4 separate regions of the Mus musculus genome follow, and regions 1, 3 and 4 are each linked to region 2. The links are chromatin contacts, called in public promoter capture Hi-C maps. All regions are on one chromosome and are shown on one strand. The core of a region is the stretch at or near the end of the contact, and the rest is flanking DNA. Distances in the headings are between cores, read along the strand shown. Region 1 has its middle 23 kb from the start of Gm30633. Region 2 holds the start of Gins4 (GINS complex subunit 4 (Sld5 homolog)). Region 3 holds the start of Ckap2 (cytoskeleton associated protein 2). Region 4 holds the start of Nek3 (NIMA (never in mitosis gene a)-related expressed kinase 3).

Region 1 (2,700 bases), core at 32-2,531, 1.1 Mb before region 2:
GCTATATAGCAGCTCTGTGTTGGTGCAATTTTTAAAGCCATTTTATTGTGTTCTTATACCTTTAACTCTCTTCCCCTTTCTCCGCGCCAATCCTTTCTAACCTCCCAATACTAGGTAGGAGAGAAAGAAGGTTAGAGGGGAAAGGGGGCATAGGCTTCTATAAGCTACTTCCTGCTGATAAGAAACACTAGGTTCCTTAGGGGAAAGTACAATGTTTATAGTCAGAATATCCAGAATATCCAGAAAACCAGCAATCCAGCAATAACAAATACAAAAGCAAACCAGCAGCAGCAGCTGGGTGACAGCAGATAGGACAGCAGCAGAGGGAGCAGCAGTCACTCTAGCCCCTCTCAGGACTCTCCCACTTATACCTTCTCCAGAATCCCCAGAATTAGACTCTCTGCCCCTGGCAAATATCACACCCCCGCTAGTGCATGAGGCAAATCATAATCACCTTCTATGACCCCGCTTCTTATCCCACACTTGGGATTCAAACAAAAACATAGTCATGTAACATAACTGTGTTTTTAAAGAAACCCAAACTCTCACTACAGCTATATTCTCTCTTCAGTTCTAGAACAATCTCTTGTATAAGCTTGTTCTCTTGTTGTCTTTGAATTTCACTCTTCAAACTTGAGACAGGAACTGGCCATGGTGGCTTGGTAGGCTGTAGAATTTTCAGGGCCCCTCACCCATCGGAAACTACTCAGGCTCTACCTATCGACCCATTTTTCCTGTGTATTGAAATTATTTTGAGTTATCTTTCTCTACTTGAATATTTGGTAGATGGCTTTGGAAGGCTGGGAGTTAAATTCAGATCCTTAGACATGCTAAGCGATATATGATTCAGCCATACCCCTGCTCAAAACTGATTGTTTTAATAAAAGCAAAGACAGGGAAAGTTAAAAGATAGAGCAGAAGTTCCTTTTTTCAAGGATATAAGGAATGAGTCTTTTCTGCATTAGAGAAACTATGAATCACAAGAGGAGAAGGATTTAGTGCAGGGTTTCAATCTAGGAAACAACCTGACCCTTAATCTCTGAGCTTTCCCCTGTTGTCTCCCTTTGAGCAATACTTTAAATACCTTAAATTCCTTTCACTTTGGCTTCAGCTGGAGATATCTAAACTTGGTTCTCAAGCCACCTCTTTTAAATCTCTCTTTTTTTCTGTTCATCTTCTAGTGTCACAAGCAAGGATTGGGTATGGAGGACACCCACTGGGATTTCCAGGGTCTTGTCAGAAACAAGAATTAGACCTGAAGCATATGGATAGTGAGAGAAACAAAGGAACTGGGCTGGAGAGGTTAAGAAGCAACCAGACACTGCACTGCACTGGGCTGGGCTGGGCTGGGCTGGGCTGGGCTGGGCTGGGCTGGGCTGGGCTGGGCTGGGCTGGGCTGGGCTGGGCTGAGGTGAGCTGGGCTGGGCTGAGGTGAGCTGGGCTGGGCTGGGCTGGGCTGGGCTGGACTGGTCTGGATCTGTACAATGCAGGCTTTCTACCAGAGTGCTGTTAATGTGAGCCTTGGTGGGGAGGGCCCACAGATTTTCATGGATTCCTTCACATGTTAGTCTATATACTCCCCCTCCCCACTCTTCTGTATTGTGTACATGTGAGCTATCCTGTCGACAAACTTCTCTCTTTCTCTATTTTTCCCCACTTCAATCGGTCCTTTGTTGCAGAAGGTCCTGGTTAAGAATTCAGAGTAGAAGTGAATTATTTTTGCCTCTTACACAGATAATAAATGCTTAAGAAACATTTCCTGAGTTACACGCCAGATTATATTAACAACAGAGCCCGACAATGAAGATGTCTCTGCATCTACCAGGACACTTAAGTTTCTCAAATGTTTGCATGATAGTTAATATACAAAACGATTTTCAGGCCTTCTGTTACTGGCTCTGGGGTATTGTTAGCATACACATGATTCTGCTGGCTTGCCCTTGGGGACCTGGCAATTGCTTACCTTATCACCTGCCACTGCTGAGGCCAAGTGAGCCAGATGTGGACTGCTAGCTACCCTAGCTCTCTCTCTGTTGTCCCCAGCCAGTCTCCCTCTCCCCATTTCTGTTGTCCTCTGTTCCCCCCCCCCCCGACTCTGCTCTCAAGGCTCTGCTCCTGTCTGTCTGCCTGTCCACATATCTACTCATCTGCCTCTAACCCTTCTCCAGTTTTCACCTCCTCCCTTCCCCCAAATAAACCCTCTTACACCAACCAGATCTGTTACATTATATTTCATAACAGGTATGGCTACTTGAAAACCAATACACCAGAGACAGTGCCTGGTTGGAAGGAAGTGAGATGCTTTTTCAGGTACCATGACCCTGGAGGTGGAAGAGTTAGCGCATATTCTAGGCTCCTTCGTGAGGAACTCAAGCATGTGGAAGGTTTGTTTTTGTGGGGAGGGAGAAAAGGATCAGGGGTAGGGTATTTGCCTCTTGCTTTTCTTCCCTAGGTCCAGTTCCAAGTAGTTACACCTCACAGAAGTCTATGTGCAGTGCTAGCCAGTGCAGAGGATTACAGAACAAGGATGGCACTGCTAACTTTGAGTGGCAGTAAAAGCTTTGCTCACCTAGAGCTTGTGTGTCTGGAATTGCATGGCTGCCCTTCCCTTAGAGGTGCCTCCTGGAGATATTTTTATTTAAGTAGAGAGGGGGTAGGTGAGAGAACAAAGTAGTGCTTTGGCATGAAGGCCCATAAGGG
Region 2 (2,894 bases), core at 143-2,642:
TCTGCTCTACATAACAAGTTCCAGGTTCGTCAGAGTTACATGATGAGGCCCTGTATCAAATAAAAATAAATAATGAAAATTTTTTGTACGTCAGTGATAAACTGTAGAAAGAGATTTTGTTTTACTTAGTTGCTGGGGACTGGACCCAGGTTAAATGCTAAGATTGTACTGTACCACTGCACCACATTCCCCCGCTCCCATCTATACAAATCATTTTAATTTAAAAAATAGGTATAATACCAAGAATCTTTAGGCTACCACAAATTCAAATTTCCATAACTTTCTATTAGTCCTGTTATTTCTTTTTGTTGTTGTTGTGGTTTTGTTTTTGTTTTTCGAGATAGGGTTTCTCTGTGTAGCCTTGGCTGTCCTGGAACTCACTCTGTAGACCAGGCTGGCCTCAAACTCAGAAATCCACCTGCCTCTGCCTCCCAAGTGCTGGGCTTAGAGGCCTGTGCCACCACACCCGGCTCAATCCTCTGTTATTTCTTACTCTTTCAAGTAGTAATATGTCAGGATGCATAATTTATAGGTATATAAAACTATAAAAATTTGCAATCTGATTCCATCTCTGAAGCTAATTAGGAAGTTTGGCACTTAAAAAATATAAGGGGCTAGGGGCTGGAGAGATAGATAGCTCATTGGTTTAGAGCACTTGCTCTAAACCAGAGGACTGGAGTTTGGTTGTCGGTACCCATGTGGAACAGCTCATAACCACATGTTATGAGCTCCATCAGGATCCAGTGCATTCTTCTGTCCTCAGCTGGCACCACACTCATGTGCAAGCACACATACTAACATACATGAAAATAAGGAAATATATCTATAAAAATAATCTTAAGGGGGCTCAGTGGGTAACAGCACTTGCTATGCGATCGTGACCTGAGCATGTACCACATGCGTATATTGCATTCACACTCACTAAAAAGGTAGAATCCTAGAAAGTCAGTAGGCATTCTTTCATCACCAAAAAGAACAACTCAAATAACATTAGAGAACAACTCTGCGCAAAAAAAAAATGTAAAGGAAGGACAATGGAGTGAGTCTCTTAAATGTAGTTTCAACACACATATATGAATCTGTGAACAGGTTTGGCAATGGAACCAACCCACACACAGTAAATGTTAAAGGAAGGAAGGAACTGGGCCCTGTACCGATTCGCCACAAGACGGCGCTGCCTGGTTTCCTTACTGTGAGCCGAACGCCCCCACGTGGCCGTCCCGAGACGGTGCCACCCGGCACTTCACTCCCGGCCTCCTTCCCCGCCTTCCGGAAGTATGTTCTATAGCTCGGCAAGAGCCCGCCCCGGGGTAGGCGGGGCCAAGGGGCGTGTGTCCGCTTTCCCCTGGGCCTGATTGGTTAGTGCTCCCGCAGCGCGGAGACGTTTTCCTGTCGACGCTGTGTTTGGGGAAAGGAGCGCGGGAGCTGTACCGCTGCTGGTCGGGTCTGTGGGCCGCGGGCTTTCCGCGCGATCTCCGGCGCCCACCGCTCGGGGAGCCTCAGTCCGTGGTGTCCCCCGAGCGTGCCGGCTAGGAGAGAAGGGAAGAGGGATCCCTGAGCCGTGTAGCCGCTTTGAGTGCCAACTGCGAGGTGAGCGCTGGAGTGTCCAAGCGACCCCGGGTCAGTTGCAGCTGAGGACGCGATGTGCCGAGCACTTGACACGATGCACTTTTCTCATTTGAACCGAATGGGCTCCTGGGCCACTGAGGCAAAACGCTGCTCCTGGCGACGACAAGGAGCATTGCGGTTTAGTGTGGTATCTGCCCAGGTCCAGGCCCATGCAGCGGGAAAGATTAGGAGAGAAACCGACCAAGGGACTAAACCCAACACTGAAAAATCAGTCTCTGATTTCGCCATCCCTGGCCAGTGCACCCCCTTCAGCCCCAATAAACTTGTCCCTAAATGCCTTTTCTTGCAAGTAAGTGGGAGAAGCTTTTCAGGGTGTTGGTTTATTTTTCAGGTGTAGGTTCCCGGTTGAGAAACGATGACGGAGGTTCTGGATCTCCACGGACAGGACTCTGATGGGGGTAGTGAGGAGATGGTCCTAACTCCTGCAGAGCTCATTGAAAAGCTGGAGCAGGTAAGCACCCCAAATATGTCCCGTGTTCTTAGCTCTTAACTTACTCCAGGTGTGCAGTACCACGGCTCAGAAAATAAGGAAACAGAAGATTTGTTTCCAAAGAGCAGTGTTTGTAACATCTGCATAAAAATAGGAAGCCAGAAAGCAGGGCCTTCTTTAGGAGTCTCATCTTGTCAGTCTTCAAGGATGGCTAGTAAAAGTAGGCTTTGGACACATGTAGTAGAATGTTTCACAAAGCAATGCTCTGCTGTGCTATTTTGAGGACGTAAAGATGTGTGTGATCTGTAGAGAAGCATGCCATTTCTCTATAGTAGTCTCTTCCTCTGTTTCCTCCCCCATTGGAAGATATCTGCTCTAACAAGAAATTGCCATCCCTTTTGGTCATAATAGCAGTGATTATTTCTTGCATAGTTGTTGTTGTCGTCGTCGTCTTCTTCTTCTTCTTCTCCTTCTCCTTCTTTCTCCTTCTCCTTCTCCTTCTCCTTCTTCTTCTTCTTCTTCTTCTTCTTCCCCTCCTCCTTCTTTTCCTCCTCCTCCTCCTCCTCCTCCTCCTTCAATAATATCTTCTCATGAACCTCGGGTAGTTTAGGAATTCTGAACATGCTTGGGGTTTTTTAGGTTTTGTTTTTGCTTTTTGTTTGTTTGTTTTAAGTTTGTTTTTGAGATAGGGCCTCACTATGCATCACTGGCCGGTCTTGAACTCTCAGAGTTCACCTGCCTCTGCCCTCTGTGTGCTGGCAGTAAAAGCATGCACTGTGTTGCCCTATAAGTTCTGGGACATTCATGGCGTATACTATTGAGTGTTCTTTAGAGG
Region 3 (2,778 bases), core at 214-2,713, 1.1 Mb after region 2:
AACATCCCAAGCTCTCCACAACCTTTGAGGTTCCAATCAGTTAATCAGTTTGAAGATGTAGCTTTTTTCCTAGAAATATGTTTCACACATGTCATTTTTCTGAGGGAGTACAGCAATGAACCACCACTGTTAGCATGTCTGGGTTTTATGTTGGTGACATGTTTAAATGATGGGCGTCAAAGGTTAAGGCAGCATGCCTAAAAAGACAAACATAGACAAATTGTTCAACAGGAGTTGGTTTTGTTAGCATTCTGTCTAAGCTCCGCCCCACAGTTACCTGGCAATAGCCAGGCTTGCCTGACTCACTATGAGAGGGGCTGCTTGCTACCTCTGCCCTCTTCCCTCCTTTGCTCTCTCTTGTCTTCTTGCTCCTGCTCTGTCCTCTCACCCCTACTCCCCCTTGTCTACATGTGCTCTCAGCCAGCCTCTATTCCTCAACTCTCTCTGCCTTTCTCTGTCTCTAATACCCTTTTAACTCCCTTCCCCATTCCCTGAGTAAACTCTATTCTATACTATACCCATGGGCCTGCGGGGGCACCCCATACCTGACTACACATCCACCAAAACATATTCCTTCTTTCCTTTATCTTTTTATAACACACAATAGGTTTAACTTCACAGAATTATATCCTGCCTTGAAAGAGCAGAGGGTTATATCCTCAGTTTTCTTTTTCTTCTGTCTCCTACACTTGTTTGCATTTCACAAATGCATATATAAATGCACAGAAAGGGCTGGGCATAGAGTTGTAATCTTAGCACTCAGGAGGTCAAGGAAGACTGCAAGTGAGTTCTAGGCCAGCCTGTGCTACGTAGCAAGATTTTCAATAAAATAACAGCACAAAGGTAGATCTCAACTTAAGATTTTGTTTGCAAAGTCGGGCAAGTGGTGGCACACGCCTTTAATCCCAGCATTTGGGAGACAGAGGCAGGTGGATTTCTGAGTTCGAGGCCAGCCTGGTCTACAGAGTGAGTCCCAGGGCAGCCAGTGCTATACAGAGAAACCCTGTCTTGAAAAACCGAAAAAAGAAAAAAAAAAAAAAAGGTTTTGTTTGCAAGCTGTGCAAACACGAGACACCTAACATCTGAGCTCATCATCTCGCTTGCGAGGTATAATCGCAACCTAATTCTGTTAAGCAGCTCCAAAGATCATTCGGGAACTTGTCCTCAGGGAAAGCAATGAGCCTTATCCCTAAGGAGCGCACCAGCATTTGACAGGTGCAGTCACTGCGGTCCTTTGGCTTCCTCTGGGCTGTGTCTGAAGACATGTCCTGACTTGTCAAGCCTGGTCCTGCTATATCCTGAGGATTCAACAAGCCCGCTCCAACGGCGTCATCCATCCAGTTGGGAGAGCTTTGTTCGATTTTGAAATTTCTCGCCGGCTGCCAAGTCTCTGGATTCTGGGACGGCCCCGCCCCTCGCCTGGGCCCCGCCCCTCCGCGCTCATTGGTCCGTTCAATCCACGCCGGCGCCGAGGCGCGCTCATTAAGCGATGGCAGAGTCCAGGAAACGCTTCCTTGGCAGGGCTGCGAGGAATCCCTTGCCGGTGACCCGGGACCTGCAGCTGCCCCCGACCAGGCGAGACCAGCCGGCCTTCCGAGGTGAGCGATGGCACGGGGCCTCGGCCGCTAACTCTCTCTGAGAGCCCAGGCCGCTGCCGAGGGTAGCGCGTGGCTCGGCTCCTGCCGGGGCCAGCGGTTTATCTTCGGGGTCTGAGGGCGGGGGCGGGGCTGCCCGGACCCCCGACTGCGCCTGCGCGCGCGCTCGCTAGCTCCCGGGTTCTCCTATCTCTGTGCTTGGAACGTGGAGGTGAGGCTGGGACTGTTTGCATGATGTCCTGGACGTTTTGGAAAAATGGAGTTGAATGGTCTGCAGCAAGAATGTGGAAAACTTATGTAAGTTGGTCAGAATTTGGCGACTGGTATCAGATCTCTCTACACAGTTGTTTCTGGAACCCTATATTGAAATGTGTTCCCTGCAATTTTCACTCGATTAGGACATTTGATGCTATTTATTTATTTATTTATTTATTTGGGAGGATGAACCTCAGAGCTTTGTATACGCTAGGCAAGTATTCTATCATTGAGCACAAGCTAGAGTCCTGAGAGGAGGGAACCTAAACTGAGAAGATGTTTCCACAAGATCAGGCAGGCTGTAGGCCAGCCTGTAGGGCATCTTCTTAATTAGAGATTGATGGGAGAGGGAGGGCCCCGCCCATTGTGGGCGGTGCCACCCCTGGGCTAGTGGTCTTGAGTGCTATTTAAAAACAAAAACAAACAAACCAGGCAGAGCAAGCCTTGTAGCTACACTTCTTCATGGCACCAAGTTCCTGCCCTAACTGCTTTTGATGATGAGCTAACTGTACTATGGAGATATTAGTAAATGAACCCATTCTTCCCCAAGTTGCCTTTGGTGAGAGTGTTTTCATCACAGTAATAGTAAGCCTAAAACAGCACCTTGCATGTAATTTCTGATTCATGGGATCATTTGTCTAAATTGAGAAATCTCCTATTGTGTTGTTATAGGAATAATCTCTTTTCCCAGGGAGGAGACACTCCACACCCTTAGTGGTTACTCTTTAAAGCTCTTTAGTAGAAGTTGTTCGCTCTGGCTAGCACCCAAGGAAGAGCCAGCCCTGAATACGAGACTTCATTGGCTTTTTAAACACTTTAGACTGGTGCTTTCTTGTCGCTTTGGTTTTTGTTGTTGTTTTGAGACAGGGTTTCTCTGTAGCTCTAGCTGCCTGGAACTTGATCTGTAGACCAGGCTGGCCTTGAACTC
Region 4 (2,862 bases), core at 161-2,660, 1.1 Mb after region 2:
AGCATGAACTGTGGATGAACTACATGCTCGCCCGTAACTCCATCCTTGGATGTTGCGGCTGGACTGTTCTCCACCACAGGTGGTCTGTACCACACCCACTTTTCCCCCGGTATCTTCTTTCTTTTGTTTAATTCCCACCCATTGAGATTTATTTATTTTTATGTGCATGTATATCTATGCACCACATGAGTGCAGTACCCTCAGAAGCCAGAAGAAGGTGTGAGGCCCCTTGGAGAAACTGACAGTTGTAAGCTGCCACAGGGAGCTGGGAATTGAACCTGGGTCTGTCCTTCCCTCCAGGGATTTCCAAAACCAAGTCATTTTTGGTTGTCAAGCTAGTGGTTCACACACGTAATCCCAGCAGAGGTGGCAGACCTGTGCTTTCCAGGCTGGTCTAGCCTTCGTAATGAAAACTATCTCCAAAAATAAAACAGATGGGGAGACAGCATAGTGAGTACCGGCATCAGTTGGTGGACAGAGAGAGCCCCGAGACACAACAGCCCCAGCAAAGAATCAAGAGTCCCAAATGTGGACAGTGCTGCAGCTGAGGAACCCTGATAGATTCCTCTCCTCTCCTCTCTCAATGCTACTTAATGACTTACACTGCCTGATAAACCACCTATTCCAGCAATTGACTTGTAGGTTTCCAGTGTCCCTTTCTACCCTGCCTCCCGCCCCCTCAGGGTCTAGTTCCCTGCTTCCCTGCTGTACATTTGACTGTAGCCTGGTTGGCCATTGGACCCTCTGCCTAACATCTTGGGGGTGTCTGGGTCTGCTGTCCTGTGATTTGAATTTCTTCTACAAACATTAGTTCCATCTGGGATCAGTAGGGAAGGGGAGAAGGGGAGGGTGGGGTGAACAGTCTCGTCAGTTGAGGCCAGATTTTGGTCTCATTCCTGCCTTTTGTTCCTTTATTCTGCACCCCTAAATGTTAACACTTGAGACAGTCCTGACTTGCCTACCAGGAACTTGCTCTGTAAACTAGGTTGGCGTCCAATTCTGGATCTCCTGCCTCAGCTTTCCGAATGCAGGGATTACAGACATCCTACCACGTCCTGGTACAACTAGAATCTTAATAACTTTCTGCTATTTCCGGGAAGAAATACACATTTCAGAATGAGATGCATTATTTTGGGGTGGTGCATTATTTTGTTTTTCACTTTTTCCAAAGTCATACAGTAAATGCTAGCAGTGTCCCTGTGGAATTTATGTTTGTTGTCTGTCTGCCTAATCTGGAGCAATAACTCAAATTACTGGGGGCACCGGTTCAAAACGTTAGCAATATCCTACCGCAAGGTGGCAAAACAGCTTTAAAACAGCTCTTTGGGGCTCAGCTACTCAGAGAACAGCGCCTAGGGCCAGACCTCAACAGTTTCCTCTGCCCACAGCTAGGGGCACGCCCCGCCCACGCCCCGCCCACTTCCCAGGCCTCGCAAGGAGCGGAGAAGCGACGCACGCCGCTGGGAGGTGGGTGAAGGGAGCTGTACGGGTCGGCCGCGGTGGAGAGAGGAGCGGGTGGAGCCTCTTGCCCCCCCCCCCCCCGCCCCCTAAGCCGCCGGTCGGCGCTCGCCCGCTGCGGGGCGACGGCCAAATGTGGGCGCATCACTCAGCCCGTAGGCTGTGCGCCCCAGTCGCTGAGTTCGGTGCGCGCATGCGCGTCGGAGACTGCTCGTGCGGCTGAAGCGGAGCAGCTTCGGGAGGGTGGGTGTTTTGGTAGGGAAAGGTTGGTGGGTCTCCAGGGTGTGTGTCCTGGGATCTCTGTCTAAACTGACCCCGCTTCTGGGCACTTGCAAATCACTTTAGGCTCTTTTAAACAATTGGTTTATCTTTATTAAAGGCGTATTTGTTTATAAACACTGGAAGGAACCCATCAGCTTTCGCCACACCTAGTGTAATAAGGCTTGTGTTTATGGGTGTAATACTGGCTATCGAACACATGGAGATTAAAAATACTAACTTGATTTTTCAGTCAAGGAAAGCCTGGTTGCTCATCAGTCATTTTGATAGCATAGGTAAAAGTCCTCAGGCACCAGGAACAGGAAAAAAGCAATTGAAACCAGAGACCACTTAAGACCCCTGTGAAGACCAGTGTGAAGGGCTTGGTTGTTTTCTTCTAGGTTTTTATTGGTTGGGGGGGGGGGGGAGCGGTGGGGGGACAGCCCCCATTTGTAGCCCTGGCTGGCCTGAAACCCATGGTGTGAATTAGTTGACTTTGGACTTAGCAGTGGTTACAGGCTGTGATTCACCAACTTCTGCCTCCTGAGTGTCATAGGTCTGTTACTTGTGTCTGGGTGTGTTCAAATGCCTCACTCCTGGAAACACGGCGTTGGATTTGGTTATATGGAGGATTTGTTGCTATAGTCTCCTGGTAACTCTGTGATAGACTGGAAAGCAAACTGGAAGGCACAGTCTATTTGTTTGGCTAGTTTTTGAGACAGTGGCTGGCCTGAGACCCATGGCGATCATCTTGCCTCTGCCTCTTAAGTGCTAATCTTACAGGTGTTGACTACCCAACCCCAGCTACGGACTAGAAGCTTTGCAGGTCCTAGCAGGGTTTGATCTTCGATGTTTGTACTACATCTTGTGCTCTACATTTTACAGCTTGTGGGTGGTTTAAATAAATAAATAAATAAAAACAATTTAGCTTTGTGAACGGAAAAAAATCAAGTAATTCATGCCAGTATTTTTCCTGTGATGAAAAAAGTGTATGAGTTCTAAGTGTAGGCGTCTCCCACAACTTCTATCCCACCCGTGTAGTCCAGGGTCTTTAACATGTTAGGCAAGCAGCTACCTCGGGTCTTCCTGAGACTGTGTCTCTTGTGTAATTGCTTCTTGTGTATATAGCTTATGTGCCAGAAAAAG

What was found. Promoter capture Hi-C pulls out the DNA fragments that hold promoters and counts their contacts.
Region 1: a promoter capture Hi-C map of embryonic stem cells shows a contact between it and region 2, with 3 times the contacts expected there. The contact joins the enhancer-like site here to the promoter of Gins4 in region 2. A contact is called at or near these places in 9 of 39 promoter capture datasets (the 3T3-L1 cell line, the SN4741 cell line, cranial neural crest and 4 more).
Region 3: a promoter capture Hi-C map of pre-B cells shows a contact between it and region 2, with 3 times the contacts expected there. The contact joins the promoter of Ckap2 here to the promoter of Gins4 in region 2. A contact is called at or near these places in 6 of 39 promoter capture datasets (the 3T3-L1 cell line, the C10 cell line, the HPC-7 cell line and 3 more), 1 of 484 Hi-C or Micro-C datasets (B cells) and 2 of 9 other capture datasets (adipose tissue and liver).
Region 4: a promoter capture Hi-C map of pre-B cells shows a contact between it and region 2. The contact joins the promoter of Nek3 here to the promoter of Gins4 in region 2. A contact is called at or near these places in 1 of 39 promoter capture datasets (pre-B cells), 1 of 484 Hi-C or Micro-C datasets (CD4 T cells) and 2 of 9 other capture datasets (adipose tissue and liver).

What each region holds. Positions count from the first base shown.
Region 1 is chr8:24,357,927-24,360,626 of GRCm38.p6, reverse strand. No RefSeq gene overlaps it. Among named protein-coding and RNA genes, the nearest start is that of Gm30633, 23 kb to the left of the region's middle. Within about 2 kb of position 1,281, at least 37 of the 459 cell types and tissues checked have an H3K27ac peak or open chromatin away from gene starts, as enhancers often do. A contact at or near this core is called in embryonic stem cells and stem cell-derived epiblast-like cells, where this site is marked.
Region 2 is chr8:23,236,166-23,239,059 of GRCm38.p6, reverse strand. It overlaps Gins4 (GINS complex subunit 4 (Sld5 homolog)), which reads left to right and starts at 1,392. Exons shown (of 8, transcript NM_024240.6): 1 at 1,392-1,590; 2 at 1,961-2,080. The coding sequence starts at 1,985. It overlaps Gm39141 (a long non-coding RNA gene), which reads right to left and starts at 1,280. Exons shown (of 3, transcript XR_870246.2): 1 at 1,192-1,280.
Region 3 is chr8:22,184,504-22,187,281 of GRCm38.p6, reverse strand. It overlaps Ckap2 (cytoskeleton associated protein 2), which reads left to right and starts at 1,463. Exons shown (of 9, transcript NM_001004140.2): 1 at 1,463-1,598. The coding sequence starts at 1,490. Gm29878 (a long non-coding RNA gene) reads right to left here and starts at 1,254. Exons shown (of 2, transcript XR_378798.3): 1 at 1,203-1,254; 2 at 130-197.
Region 4 is chr8:22,164,983-22,167,844 of GRCm38.p6, reverse strand. It overlaps Nek3 (NIMA (never in mitosis gene a)-related expressed kinase 3), which reads left to right and starts at 1,410. Exons shown (of 16, transcript NM_011848.4): 1 at 1,410-1,467.